Regions from separate parts of the Sus scrofa genome. Here region 1 is linked to region 2. A link is a contact called in public HiChIP or PLAC-seq data. All regions are on one chromosome and are shown on one strand. Each heading gives the region's core, a stretch centred on a gene start, on an enhancer-like site or on the middle of the called end of the contact. The rest is flanking DNA. Distances are from core to core; before and after follow the strand shown.

Region 1 (7,618 bases), core at 2,600-5,099, 210 kb after region 2:
CTTGCTTCTTTGTACCATCTTTAGAGCATGGAATTGCAGATGAGGGCTTGAAAGCTACTTTGTTCTTGTTTATTCACTCAGATATGAATGCTTACATTCAGTCATTCATTCAGCACAAGACCTCCCATGTAAGGGAATGCAAAGTAGTAAAAGACACATGGAGTTCCCATCGCGGTGCAGCGGAAATGAATCTAAGAACCATGAGGTTGTGGGTTTGATCCCTGGCCTCACTCAGTGGGTTAAGGATCTGGCATTACCTGCCGTGAGCCGTGGTGTAGGTCGCAGATGTGGCTCAGATCTGGCATTGCTGTGGCTGTGGTGTAGGCCGGCAGCTGTAGCTCCGATTGGACCTCTAGCCAGGGAACCTCCATATGCCATGAGTGTGCCCCTAAAAAAGCAAAAAAATAAAAAATAAATTAAAAATTTTTAAAAAAAGACACATGCTCTGCCCTTGAAGGGCCCATATTAAGCCCTCATCAGCAATAAGGAGATGAAGGAGTTCCCTGGTGGTTCAACAGGTTAAGGATCCAGCATTGTCACTGCTTTGGCTTGGGTCGATGCAAAAAAAAAAAAAAAAAAAGGAATAAGGAGATGAAGGCTCTCTGGTTTTATGGAAGGATCAAGGACCCCCTGTGTCATTCTGAGCTGGGCTTAAATCTCTCAGGTCCACCTTTTTTTTTTTGCTTTTAGTTTTAGGGCTGCACTTGAGGCATATGGAAGTTCCCAGGCTAGGAGTGGAATTGGAGCTGCAGCTGCCAGCCTACACCACAACCACAGCAACACAGCACCACAGCTCATGACAATGCTGGATCCCTTAACCCGTTGATCAAGGCCAGGGATTGAACCCGCATCCTCATGGATACTTCTCAGGTTCATTACTCCTGAGCTGCAACAGGAACTCCTCAGTTTTACCATTTTACAGCATAGTCACTGATGATTCTGAAATCCATATTTTCCACCACAAACCTCTCCACTAAGTCTGTATATACAATTGCTGCCTCTAGGATTTCCATGGGATATCTAAACCAACTCAAATTTAACCTAGTACTACTGAAAATCTCCCCACCCAAACCTAAGCCTCTCCCATTTTCTGCTTCTGGGTAAATGGGACCACAACCCAGCCTCTTGTTGAGGCCCAAATCCCAAGTTCAAAAAGACATACTATATATACAGCAATAAGCCCATCTTGATCCCATTCCTACCCCATTACTGCTACGTGTTGATTTTTCTTCACCTCATATCTAATCTATATCTAGTCCTACTGGCTCTCTTTCCAAAATACATCCCAAATCTAACAGTTTCTCACAACCAGCTTCAAGTTCAAACTCCTTACCATGACCCTATGTGTTCTCATCCCTACCTGGCCTCTCCCTTACCACAGGCCTTCTTTCTGCTCTGGAACATGTCTGCTCCATTGCTTTTGCATTTGTTTTTCCTTCTGACTGAAGCCCTCTTTTCCCAGGTTGTCACTTGCCTGACTCCTCCTGAACATGCAGGTGTCAGCTCAAGTGTCAGTTTCTCTGGCAGTACTATGTGAGTCCCTTACTATCTCAAAAATTATCCTACATATTTAATTTAAAAAATTTTTGGAGGGGAATACATGTTCTTCAGGGAATCCAGGGCCTAGCTAAATGTCTGGTACATTAGGTTTTTGTTAAATATTTAACTGACCAGTTGACTTCAGTTTTTTAAGCCTCCATTTCCTTATTAATTGAAGAGGGATAGTAATGCTTATTTTGCTTGGTAGTGGTTTTTTTTTTGTTTTTTTTTTTCCTTTTAGGGACACACCCAGGGCATAGGGAGGTTCCCAGGCTAGGTGTCACATCCGTGCTGCCGGCCTACCACAGCCACAGCAATGCCAGATCTGAGCAGCATCTGCGACCTACACCCCAGCTCACAGCAACACCAGATCCTTAACTCACTAAGCAAAACCAGGGATTGAACCCGCGTCCTCATGGATACCAATCGTGTTCTTAACCCGCTGAGCCACAACAGGAACTTGCTTGGTAGTTTTAAGGGTCAGAAATGTTGGGGAAAGTATTGAGGACACTGGGGAAATTGCTGCACAGTGAACCTTTGCAATTCACGGCTCAGTTCCATCAGACAGACGAGTCGACCGACAAACCCTCCTTTCCCTCTCAGGTAAAAAGCGCAATGAGTGAGGAGGCCCAGGAAGAAGTGGTCCCACCTCGTAGCATTATCATCTCCCTTTTAAGAAGCGAGGAAACTCATCCCCCAACCCCAATGTTTAATGTACCGAAGTTAGTGCGAGTCACGTGAGGCTCTAGTGTTTGCTCCGCCTTAAAGAGGCGGAGCCTCAGCTTGGGGACCAATAGCGGGAACAGCCTCCGGAACAGCCCCCAACTCCAGACAGGGAAAAGGGGAGGAGCCGAGCGTCTCAGCAGCTGTAACAGCACTTCCGGACAGTATGCCCCGCCTCCTCCTCCTCCCGCCTCTCGTGTCGGCTTATTTCTCCTTTGCCGGGTGGGCAGAACCAGCGGGTGCTGATTACAGGCGCCGGCGTTGCGTTGCTGCTTTCTCCTCGGCTCCCCTCCCAGCCCTCCCCCACCCCGTCCCCCCCTTGCAGAGTAGCGGGACCGGCCTTGATGTAGGGACACCACCCTCCTCTTTCCGCCCTAGCTCGGGAGTCCGGCTCACCGTAACCCCCTGCCCGCTCGCGTCCCCACCCTGCCAGCAGCACTTTGCTGCGAGCCCATTGTATCCTCCCCATCTCCGGGCTCATGCTCCGAGGCTGGGCCGTGGAGGGAAGATCGGGGACCTCTGTGCACCCCTCCAGCCAGTCCAGCGAGTCGGGGCCCCTCCCCCGCTTGCCCTCCTCGCAACAGCGAGATAGCGGCGAGGGCGCCCTTCCCTCGCGTCTAAGGCGGAGAGGGCCGACTGGCGGGCAGCAGGGACGCACAGCTCCCCCCTCCCCAGCCCCAGCGGCGAACCCCACCCCCCCCGTCCCCTTCCTGGGAGAAGGAGAGCCCAAGCCCGAGCGAGCCGAGGCAGGAAAAGGCAGCTGTGGACTGCCTGGCCCGCAGATCATTTTTATTATCGAGATTATTATTAAAAGGGGGCAGGGAGCCCAGGATGCGGGGGAAGGGGCTAGAGACGCAGCTATTTTTATTAAACAGATTAGTCCTGAAATAATAATAATACGCGCAAGATGGCTGAAGGTGGCTGTGATGAGAATGTTGGGGTTTTTTTTCCCTTTTTTTTTTTTTTTTTTTTTTTTTTTGATCTGAGGATAAAGCTCTGAGTCGACAGCCGCTGCGGAGACCCTGCCCGGAGTGCCCTGCCCCCAGCTGAGAAGCAGCGGGAGGACAAACGACCCACCGACGGAGCGACCGGCGCGGGCCCGCCCCGGACGCGTCGCCTGGGCAGCAGCTGGGGGCCGCGGGCGCTTGCCTTTCTGCCGACTTCTTCCAATTCTAATCTTTTTATATTTTTTGGAAAGAACCGGGGTGGGTGGAGCAGAGGTGGAGAGAAATCGGGACTTGGCATTTTCTCCCCTCTCTCCTAATTTGAGGGAGCTGCCAGCCCCTCCGCTTAAAAAAAAAAAAAAAAATCCCACCGAAAAAAAGAGAGCGAGAGATAGAAAGAACGCTGCAGGACCCTCCAGCAAGCGCGCTCGGACCTCTGGCCGCCACCGCGGCGGCCGCCGGGAGCCCAAGATGGCTGGGCGCTGAGGGAGGTAGCCCGGCCCGGCTGGCTCGGCCCGGCCCCGCCGCAGCAGGCTGGCTCCGACCGCAGCCCGGAGCCTTCCAGGCCGGAGCAGAGGCCGAGAAGAAAAGAAAGTGGGGGGAGGGGGGCCGAGGTGGCGAAGGGGGAGGGCCGGGCGGGGGGGAGGGGAGGGCCGGGAGCTGAGCCTCCTGTTCATTAGCAGTTGAGAAAAATTCCTTTCTAGTTTGATCAATCCTTGTTTTCCTCGGCAGAGCCGGGGCGCCCGCCCAGCGCGGAGACCGAGAGCGGGGTCTCTCCGCGGCGGGGGCGCCCGGCGCCGGGCCTCGGGGGAGCGCAGAAGTAGCGACGAGGGGGTCAGTCCGGAGCACAGCCGGGGCTTCTCCTCCCTCCCTTTCTGGTTGGCTTTTTTTTTTTTTTTTTTTTTTTTTCCACTTCTCTCCCTCCCCCTTCCGTTTCTATTTGTGAAGGGAGGAGGAAGGCAGAGGCGGGCTGGTGTCTCTGGCCGGGGACTGGAATTTCATCTGAATGACTGCCCCTGCGCGCACGCAGCGCCCCGGAGTCGGCCCGCCTGCGCCCCGCAGCCTGCACCCGCAGACGGACGGCCGGCCCAGGGGCGCCCGCGCTGCGACCCGGGGACCCGCTCGCTTTGCCCGCCCAGTCCGGATCTAGCAGTTCTCCGCGCGGCCGCACTCGCTTCCCCGGCCTCTCGGACCCCGGTCGAGGCGAGGGAGGCGCGGCGCCGGCGAGCCAGGAGGGAGCCACCATTGCCGCCGCCGCCCCCGTCGCTGGAGAAAGTGTGCGGCTCCCGGGCTCTGTCCGCCTTGGGGCGCGCCCCAATGTCAGCCGTGGGGCCGAGCGCAGGCCGCGGGCCGCCGCTGCCCTAGCCGTACCGACCCGGAGGCGGCCTCTTATATGGAATTTGGACCCCGGCGCTCCCCTCCAGGGCTGGTGCCCCGGCCGCGGCCCTGGCGCAGTCCGCTGCCTCCCGCTAGGCGCTCGGGAGGAGGAGGAGACGCAGCCGGCTGCGCGCGCGGCTTGAGGACCGAGGCTCCTTCCTCTGGGGGGCGGGCGCGCGGAAGGCGCTGGTGACTGAGCGACTGTCGGGGCCGCCTGGGGCTGGAGCTCGGGGCTCGGTGGGCCTAGAGCTGCACTGGAAGGACCTCCAGGGTTGGGTAGTTGGGGAGAGCTGCCCGCAGCCGCCATGGCGGAGAATTGGAAGAACTGCTTCGAGGAGGAGCTCATTTGCCCCATCTGCCTGCATGTCTTCGTGGAGCCGGTGCAATTGCCGTGCAAACACAACTTCTGTCGGGGCTGCATTGGCGAGGCGTGGGCCAAGGACAGCGGCCTGGTGCGCTGCCCCGAGTGCAACCAGGCTTACAACCAGAAGCCCGGCCTGGAGAAGAACCTGAAGCTCACTAACATCGTGGAGAAGTTCAACGCCCTGCACGTGGAGAAGCCGCCCGCGGCGCTGCACTGCGTGTTCTGCCGCCGCGGCCCCCCGCTGCCCGCGCAGAAGGTCTGCCTGCGCTGCGAGGCGCCCTGCTGCCAGTCCCACGTGCAGACGCACCTGCAGCAGCCCTCTACCGCCCGCGGGCACCTCCTGGTGGAGGCGGACGACGTGCGGGCCTGGAGCTGCCCGCAACACAACGCCTACCGCCTTTACCACTGCGAGGCCGAGCAGGTGGCGGTGTGCCAGTACTGCTGCTACTACAGCGGTGCGCATCAGGGACATTCGGTGTGCGACGTGGAGATCCGAAGGAATGAGATCCGGGCAAGTACCCTGCACACATACACACACACACTCCCTACTGCCTGGGGACCACCCATCCCGATAGGCTGACTCTTGTGACATCAGGCCAGAGGGCCCCCTTCCAAACTCTACTACTCTGTAAGTTCGGAGGCAAGAAGGGTCCCCAGTCCCTCCTTCATGGATTCCTGCACCTGTGCTCATAGGGTCCCTCTTGTGAGTCACGTATAAAATTGAGGTGTGGGGTTGTCAGGGGTAGAGTTTGGGTGCTGCTTTTCTGTTTTGCCCGCAGCTCCCTCCCCCTCCCGGCGTTGTTTCCGTAGGCCCTACGGGAAGTCACCAAAGGCAGTGACCCAGGTCCTGCTTCTCCAGCTGCTGTTTATGTAATGAGTGTCCTGGTGCCGCTGCTGTGGCTGACATGATCCATGATGCTGGCATACCAATGAGGAAGTAAACAAAAGCAGCCATGTTAGTTTCAAGCCCTATTGGAAACACACTGGGGGGGGGGGAGGTGGAGGGGAGCTTCCGGAGGGAGAGCAGAACTCCTGGTATCTATCTGGCCAAGGCCTGGCCAGCCAATGGCATCGTGGGACAGCATCTCAACTATTTGGATTATTCCCCATAGTCCACTCTCTGTGTGAGAATATCTGTCCTCTGTGTGCTTGTGTGTTTTGCACCCGTCTGCATGAACAAACCTTAAAGTATGTCTTCATCACCCTGAGCCCTTTTCTCCCAGCCCAGCCCTCTGTCACAGCCCTCCCACATTTGGGGAGGGGAAGTGGAAGACGGAAAAAGAATCCTGTGGGTTTAAGGTTGAGCCGCCTTGCAATCTGGTTTCAGGCAGCTGGCTCCCCTGGGCTGCGCTGGGTGATTACGGAACCGCATCCCCTCCCATTGTATACACCCTGCAGCAGCGGCCAATGTCAAAACCGCCTTCCCTCTCAGGCCTCTGGGCCTGGCTTTAGAGCTGGACTGAAGCAATACTTCCGTCCCCTTCAGTGGAGGGGGGCTCCTCCTAGGCCCTCCCTGGTCCCCTGGCTTTCAAGGTTGAGTCATACCAGAAGGAAGGGGTTGGCCTGAGTCTGTCTGAGCCATCTCCGAAGCCCCAGCTTGGGGCCTGGGTGTGATATCATGGGGGTGAGGTTGGGCTTTGGTTGGACTGGGAGTGTTTATGGGTGGGGGCCCCGGAGGCTAGTTGAGGCCGGTGGGGAGCTTGGGTATGAGGAAGCTCTGAGCAGAAGACGGTTGTAGATGGGGGCTGTTTCCTGTTTGCGGGGGGAGTGGGAACCAGTGAGAATGAGTCACTATTTAGCAATTAAAAAACATACAGATACAACTCACAGAAGGGAGGAGGGCTGCCACAGGCTGAGGGCAGGGATAACAAAATTTGCTGTATAATTAGTTTCTAGTTGGATGGGCTAGCTCTAGGGTGTTGTGCCAGGCAGGGCCTCTGGTTTCTAAAAGGAAGTGTGGAGGATGGAGAGAAGAGCCCCCCCCCCTACAACCCCCGAATAGGATTGGAAAAGGCAGAGGCCTAGGGGACCAAATGAGCCCCTAGTGTCCTCCATCCCCCACCCAGGGCAGGCAGAGGCCAGACTTTCCCTAGTATTGGGAAGCTGCTGCTATTAATAAAGATGGAAGGGCTGGGGGAGGAGGCTGGGAAAAGTGCAGAAGCAGGAGAAGGAAGGCTGTCCAGTTCTCTGTCCTGGGATTGACAGTGGAAAGTGAAAGAGATGTGGCTGAAAGGCACAGAGAAGGGGGCAGCGAGCGTGGTGGCGAGGGACTGTGTGCCTGCACCCAAGGCTTTGCCCTTAGCTGTGTCAAGGGCTCAGGTGTCTTTCATTTGGGTGGGGGAGGAGACACAGTTGTACTCGATTTGGTAGCAGGAGAGCATCTATAGATGTGGGTCTTGTGTTTGCATCTTTGAGAGCATCTGCTCTGCCATCAAATGGACCTGTCTCCTGTCTGTATAGTTAGGAGTTGGAGTTCCCACCAGCAGGTCCCTGATCCCTCAGCTCATGGAAGGAACTGGATAGAAGCAGGCCCTGAACTTTGTCAGCAGCTCCATGTGTGCGTGCGCCTGCATGCGTGTGTATGTGTGTGTGTTCGTTCCTGTTCCTGGTGTGGGTAGGCTCAGAAGTAGTGGGTTACATCACAGCCAGATGTGCAGTTCTGTGCACTCAG
Region 2 (6,711 bases), core at 3,878-6,377:
GAGGGGCTCCCACTCACAGCCAATGGAATAGTCCTCCATATGAGAAAACATCTGTATCCCCTAACCGCCCCTATGAGGGGTCAGGAATATAAAAGTACATCTTCACACTCAGGCTCTGTCCCTTGGAGCAGCTCTTCCTGGGGCCCCAGGGCCTGAGGTCTGAGGAACCAAATGAATCACTTACCTGCCCAGGGGTGCTGCCCCCAGCCCAAAGCTGTCTTCTGAGCGGCAGGGACTAGGGGGCTCCCTCCCTGGGGCCTGCTTGGCTCCAGCCTCTGCCTCCTCTTCTTCCCCTCTCTGTGTCCAAAGCCCATCAGCAGCAGAGCTGGTACCAGAATCCGGCTCAAGAGGGGCAAGTGGGGCAGGAGCAGGTGGGTCAGGCCTGGGGGCAGGGGGTTGGGGAGGCAGCTCAAAGGTGAAGAAGGGGCTCTGGGTTGGGCCAGGTGAGGCCAGGGCCTCCAGGGAGGCGAGGCTGGTGTAGGAAGTGCCCTTGGCCCGGTGTGACTCCAAGATGGCTTCAAACACACAACTGAAAGAGTCGGGCCCATCGGCCGAGGGGCTGGTCCCCAGTAGAAATGGCACGGGTGACTTGAGAGGCCCGGAGTGAGGCATTTGGGTGCCTGGCCTGCAAGGGCAGGGAGAATCTCTGATCAGGGGTCTAGAGGACAGCTCTCAGGTAGCATTTCACTCAACTTTCATACTGACTCTATGAATGGGATTATCACCCCCTTTCACAGACCCCCCCCAGCCCCCTAAAAAAGCCACTAGGTAGTGGGTTCCCACCACAGGTTCACTAAGCTATTCAGTGCCCCTGGAGCCCCCCAGCCCTACATCTCCCCAACACCCAATCCCCTTCTCTCTCACTCCCTGCTAATCTCCCTCTCTCCTCCTTCTCCCTGATCCTCTCCCCTCCTGCGATCCCATTTCTATTTTTGGCAACATCTTAGGAAAAGAAGATGAGGCTCCAAGCTGCAATGGGGTGTGAGACAGAGGAAAGCCCCCACACTCCCCACTCTCCTGCCAGGATCCAGGATCTGTACTGTTGCTCCCATGCCCCCAGGCTTGATTCTGGCCTCTGGCCTCACTCTGTCCCCTGTTCTCCGTTAGAACCCCTTTCATCCGCTATCCTGGCTGTCCCTACCCTCCTGGGTTCTTGCTGATGGCCCCACACACCCTCAGTATTCTTCCGGGCCTCAGGCCTCTGTCCAGAATCTCCTGCTGCTCCACCCTGTCAGCACCACAAGCTTGGTCCTGACACTCCCAGCTCCACCCTCGTCTCTATTCCAGTCCCTTTGAGCCCAGCTCTGGCTCTGGGCTAGAGAGAAGGAGCAAGCCCCTGTCCCACTCCCCGACTCACCGGGCCCCCTCTGAGGCCTCAAACACCTCGTCGTCCACATCCTCTTCCCCGCCTGCCTCCTCCTCCTCCTCGTTGCCACTGCCCAAGCTGGGACAGGGGCCACGGCATGGGCTGGGACGTGGGGCAGGTGGGCGGGTGGTGCCAGCCGGGCCCTCAGAGCTGGGCTGACTGTCAATGGCCGAGTCAGCCTCTTCCCGCTCAGCCAGCACCTCGTCGATGTCGGTCTCGCGGTAGCACCTCAGGGGCACCGTGTCCAGGTCCGTCTCGGAGTACTTGGCTGCTCGCCCCACAGCCACCCCAGAGCCCTGCCCTGAGCCCACCCCGGGTGGAGATGGGGGGGCCTGCTCTGGGGGCTTAGCACCTGCAGTGTGCACAGGCACCCTGGTCAGGAGGTTACTCAGGTCAGCTCCCTGCCCTGATTCTGTCCTCCTAAGGAACTCTCCCCCACTGCCTCATATGGGCCCAAAGTTTTTTCACTGCCCAGCCACCATTCCTCCTACAAATTCAGCTCTTTCCTGGTGCCGGTGGGACTCGTTGCAAATCAAGTTTTTGTCAAACAGCCTTGAGGGGCCTGAGGGAAACCGTCTCTTTTCTACTCCAAGGAATGAGCCTCCCCCCATCCCCTCTCTCCACTACCCAGCTTCCTCTAGGCACCCAACCTAGTTGCCATCCCCCCCCATAACACAGATGGAAAAGATTGAGGTCTGGAGAGGCATTAGCCAACTCAGACACCCAGGAAAGGGTTGGGGGAGGTTTAAAGGAAGGCTCCCTATCATGCCAGGGCTGCTATGGAAAAGGGCCTGTCCTCTTACCCTTTCCTCAGCCCCAGGCCTTACCTGAGCTGGGGGGGTCCAGAGAACCATAGAAGAATTCCCATTTGGCTCGAGCAATTCTCTGGGCATGAGAGGAGACTTCCCGGGGTGAGGACCAAGTGCCCCCCTAAGCCATGGAGGGGCACAGAGACACAGGCACCCAGAGATAAAGCCAGACATACAAAGACATAAGGATACGAGACAGAAACACAGAAACATATAGAGACAGAGGTGGAAGTGCAGAGACAGGGACAAACACGGAGGGCAAGAAAGAGACAGATTTAGGACAAAATGAAGGATTCAGAGTGAAGAGCTGACAGGCCCAAGACCACCAAGGGAACAAGCCTTGGCCTTTGTTGGGTCTCTGGGGCTCCAGGGAGGCCCAGGGAGATCACATACCTGGTTCAGGAGTCCAGTGTCCGCTGGTCCTCGGAATAATGTGGCCAGGTGCTCAGAGGGGCCCCCCAGCCCATTGGGGAGAGAGGAGTAAAGACCATCTGCTCCACCCTGAGGTTGAGCTGGTGGCCCGTGTAAAAGGCCCTGGCTGCCAGGCAGAGCTGAGCCTCCTCCAGCTGGGAGTGGGTCTGATGTGGATGCTTCCAGCCGCAACTTGCGGTTGGAGCCAGGCCCAAGGGCTGCGGTGGGCCTGGGAGGAGAGACCCCACCCAGGTCCCAGCTCCGACTCAAGCCTCCGGGAGCAGGTAGCCCATTCAGTGGCCTCACGCTGGCCTTCTCCACAAAGCGGAATATGACCACAGAGCTCCGGGCCCCTGCTGGGGGCTGCCCAGTGGGGGAAGAGGGTGCCCAGGGTGAGAGAGCAACACGGGGTGAAGGGGGGCCACGCAGGGGTGTACAAGGTGCTGTCACACGTCCAAGCTCCCGGCCTCGGGGACCTGGACCTGCCACCCGCCGTAGCAAGGAACCTGTGCTGCCATACATGCTGGCCGGGGGGCTCTGGGGCACTGGGCCTTCGGGGAGCCAGCGGCGTGGGCATCGTGGTGGGGAGATGGCACAGTCACCTTCCGAGCAGAAGCGCATGGCACCCTGGGCCATGCTGGGGCCGGGGGTCAGGCTGGGGGGGCAGGGATGGCCAGGCCAGGCGGGGAGTAAGGGGGCAACATGCTCTTCAGACAGGCCTGCAAGAGAGGAAAGGGAGCAGGGGGTGAACTACTGGGGACTTGGGTGGGCAGGAGAGCAGAGAAAAAGAGGGGAAAGCTGGCTGGGGCCACCAAGCACCAGCAGCCTAGCCCACCCTGGAAATGTGGCATCACTGATCCCACCCCTGGGGATAATCAGTCCTCCTGCTGGGGCTACTTCCATGGAGGCCTGAGGAGAAAAGAATTATACCCCCAATGGGCCCCTGGCTCCTTTTCTTTCTGCCTGGGGGCCTGGAGCATCACCCTGGGAGGAGAGAGGAAGCTATTTCAGAAGTCGAGTAAGCTCTGTGGCATTTTGGAATTACTGCTGGTGGGGGAGGGGGGAAGGCTGCTACCCCACCCTTGGGACTGGGAGTATCAGCCAGCCATGATCATCCTACAGCCATGAACCCCTCATAGTCTCTCTTAGGGAAGCCCCTCACTCAGGGGGGAGAGAATTCAGGCCTCCTGGAAGAAGAGGGAGTGTATATAGGGACATGAGGGGCTGAGAGGCACAGGTGAAAGAGAGAAGAAAGGCCTGATATATATGTGCTGAATGGGAAAGAGACATTCTTGTTCTCCATACAGGTGCCCACACGCACACACACGTAAAGACAAAATAATGTCAGTACACAGTTAAACACATTCATAGGCAACACCCTCCAGCACACACAGACACAAGCACACACATTGCTCAAAGACACACCCTCATATACTCTCACAGTCATAACAAATATGTGTGTAATGGAAAGGCACATGCTTGTTTTACACACACAGTGTCATCAAAGAAGAACACACAAAGAGATACCCAAATATACACACAAGCCCTCCTTCTCCAAGGCACACAGAGACACATGCATATCAGATACTCACAGAGAGCTACTGGGCACAATCACACAGAAATATAGATGCACACTCATATATTTAAGCAGGGACATAGACCCTCTCCCCTAACCCCAACAGTCACCAGTCTATGGAGGGGAAGGCTGCCTCAGACCCTTCTCCCTTTCTCTCCCCCTCACTCCCCCCGGTCCCCGGGGTCGGAATGACAGATTTTGTCCAGACCAGGAGGGACGGTAAAGGGGTAAAGGGGCCTCTGGCGTCAATGCAGGGTAGGGGCAGAGGTCAGGAGCAGCAACTCTGTCAGGCAGGTTCCTGAAGCTCAATCAGGCCCCAGCGCGCCCCCCAGTGCAGCCTTGGACGAGCCGCGTTGTACTCACCGCTGCTCGCCTGGAGCTGGGGCCGAGGAGAGGCAGGGGAGAGGCTGGGCCCAGCCTAGCTGTGAAGGCAGCACGGCTCCTGCTTGCTCCTGCTTGCTCCAGGCCCGCCCGCCTCTCAGTCCCTCCTCCTACCCCCTACGCGCGGCTCAGGCAGAGCTAATCCCCCCACCCACCCACCCACCCGCCGCCCTCTCCCCGGGGGCCCTGAGCCCTGAGCCCCGGAGACTGTCCTCCTTCACGATGCTAGATCTCCGCTGGGCTCTCCCGCCAACCTGAGACCCGCCCCTGACGAGGGGGAGGTGGTATGGAACCTCCGGTTTCTTCTCCAGATCCTCACATGCCCAACCCCAATGGTGTCCACATCTCTCTTGTCCACCACCCCCTGAACAGCACGCAGACCCAGCTGCACACGCGTGTCCCGCTCAAGACCCCATTGCGTGTCCCTAGGAGGTTGCCACATGACCTGTTACATGCCACACGCGCTCCCGCCCCCACGGGCACGCGGCCGCGCCAGCACACCGTACGATGTAGACTGGACCCGCCCCCTAAATCCAGAAGACCATCAACTTATGGAAGAAAGATCTAGGGAACACCGCCTCAAAACCTCCGAAGGTTCTGAGTCTAGGACCCAGGAGACAACCTGACCACTCGCCCGGGATGCAGCAGGAAGGACGTTAGTCAGACTTCAGAAAGAACTTCCTTGCTGCCTGAGTTAGGCATCCCGCCCGTGTAGGGGTAAGAGATTAGAAGGAATGACGCCTGGACTAGAGGAAGTGAGAAACAACCCTTGTGCCCTTGGCCAAGGTAGAAGCGGCCCAGCTATTTTAAGAAAGCACCGCCAGAGTTACTATAGCAACTGCTCTCCTTGCGAACTCCAAGACAGACAGGTGGTGATCCTGGAAGGAAAAAAGGGGTCTGTTCGGGCGGTCAAGGGGCGCGAGAACGTGCGAGGCGGGGGCGCGCGGGGCTCACCGCGGGGAGGGGAGGCGCGGGCTCCGCGTGGTGCTGAAGGGGACAGCGCCCGATTTGTCGCACTGCGCAGGCGCAGGAGCGCTAACAAAGCGGGGAGGGGAAGGAGGCGCGCGGCCCTAGGTGGTGCGCGCTCACTTGACTCAATCTTAGCAAAGATTTGTTCCTTCAGCCACCCTTCCCCAGGCAGTCGGAGGAAAACAGAGCGAGTCCTTTACCTAAGCTGACCCTCCTTTGTCCTTTCCCTTTGCTGTTTACTCTCTTCTCGCAGCATGTGGATGGGCGGGGTGGGGGAGGGTAGAGGAGTGTGAAAGGGATTCGGGGAAAACCAGGATGCCAGAATTCTCTCTCTCGACTCTCTTGGCCCCGGACAAGGCGCTTCCTCTCCAGGACCTCGATTTCATCTTTAAAGTGGAATGATAGAACAGACCTGCCCACCTTGCACAGGCGCCCAAAGTCCTTATGAGATAATGGATGGGAAGCAGTTTTCGTTATAAAGGGACAGGTGGGAGTTCCCGTCGTGGCGCAGTGGTTAACGAATCCGACTAGGAACCATGAGGTTGCGGGTTCGGTCCCTGCCCTTGCTCAGTGGGTTAACGATCCGGCATTGCCGTGAGCTGTGGTGTAGGTTGCAGAGGCGGCTCGGATCCCGCGTTGATCCCGCGTTGCTGTGGCTCTGGCGTAGACTGGCAGCTACAGCTCCATTTAGACCCCTAGCCTAGGAACCTCCATATGCCGCGGGAGCGGCCCAAGAAATGGCAAAAAGACCCCAAAAAAAAAAAAAAAAGGGACAGGTGAAGGGCTGCGCGAAGGGAGAGGGCAATCCTGCTGGGGGCAGGGGTGGGAGAACTCTGAGAGAGAGTAGTATCCCTCGGCGTCCTTCACACCCTCCCCTCAAATGGATGATGGGGAAAGCACTGGTCCAGGAATTCCCTGGAGCGGACCCTGGAACTAGAATCTGGGGACTCGGTGAGAGTGCGGCCCGGAGATTGAGCCCAGAGCTCTGGGGCGGTCACTGCCCCAAGGCGGGTCCAGCCTCAGATCCTACAACTAAGAGGAGCAGCATTCCTGGCGGGCTGAACTGAGCATTCGTTCTCAGGACTCTAGACCTCTTGAGTAAAGGAAAGAGACCTAGCTGGAGATATAGTCCCTATAGCCCTTCTTGCCTCCTACATCTCTCTCCCCAAGGTGTAAACCCATTCCAAATCTTTCAGGAG

What was found. HiChIP or PLAC-seq counts read pairs in DNA pulled down with a chosen protein or histone mark.
Region 1: an H3K27ac HiChIP or PLAC-seq map of alveolar macrophages shows a contact between it and region 2. The contact joins the promoter of TRIM8 here to the promoter of FBXL15 in region 2. A contact is called at or near these places in 1 of 47 Hi-C or Micro-C datasets (liver) and 1 of 2 datasets of contacts at active chromatin or transcription factors (alveolar macrophages).

Annotation. Positions count from the first base shown.
Region 1 is chr14:113,633,588-113,641,205 of Sscrofa11.1, forward strand. It overlaps TRIM8 (probable E3 ubiquitin-protein ligase TRIM8), which reads left to right and starts at 3,850. Exons shown (of 6, transcript XM_001928904.7): 1 at 3,850-5,458. The coding sequence starts at 4,889.
Region 2 is chr14:113,425,042-113,431,752 of Sscrofa11.1, forward strand. It overlaps FBXL15 (F-box/LRR-repeat protein 15), which reads left to right and starts at 5,128. Exons shown (of 5, transcript XM_021072747.1): 1 at 5,128-5,412. The coding sequence starts at 5,278. PSD (PH and SEC7 domain-containing protein 1) reads right to left here and starts at 5,052. Exons shown (of 18, transcript XM_021072740.1): 1 at 4,526-5,052; 2 at 2,569-3,305; 3 at 2,194-2,296; 4 at 1,358-1,718; 5 at 185-625. The coding sequence starts at 3,222.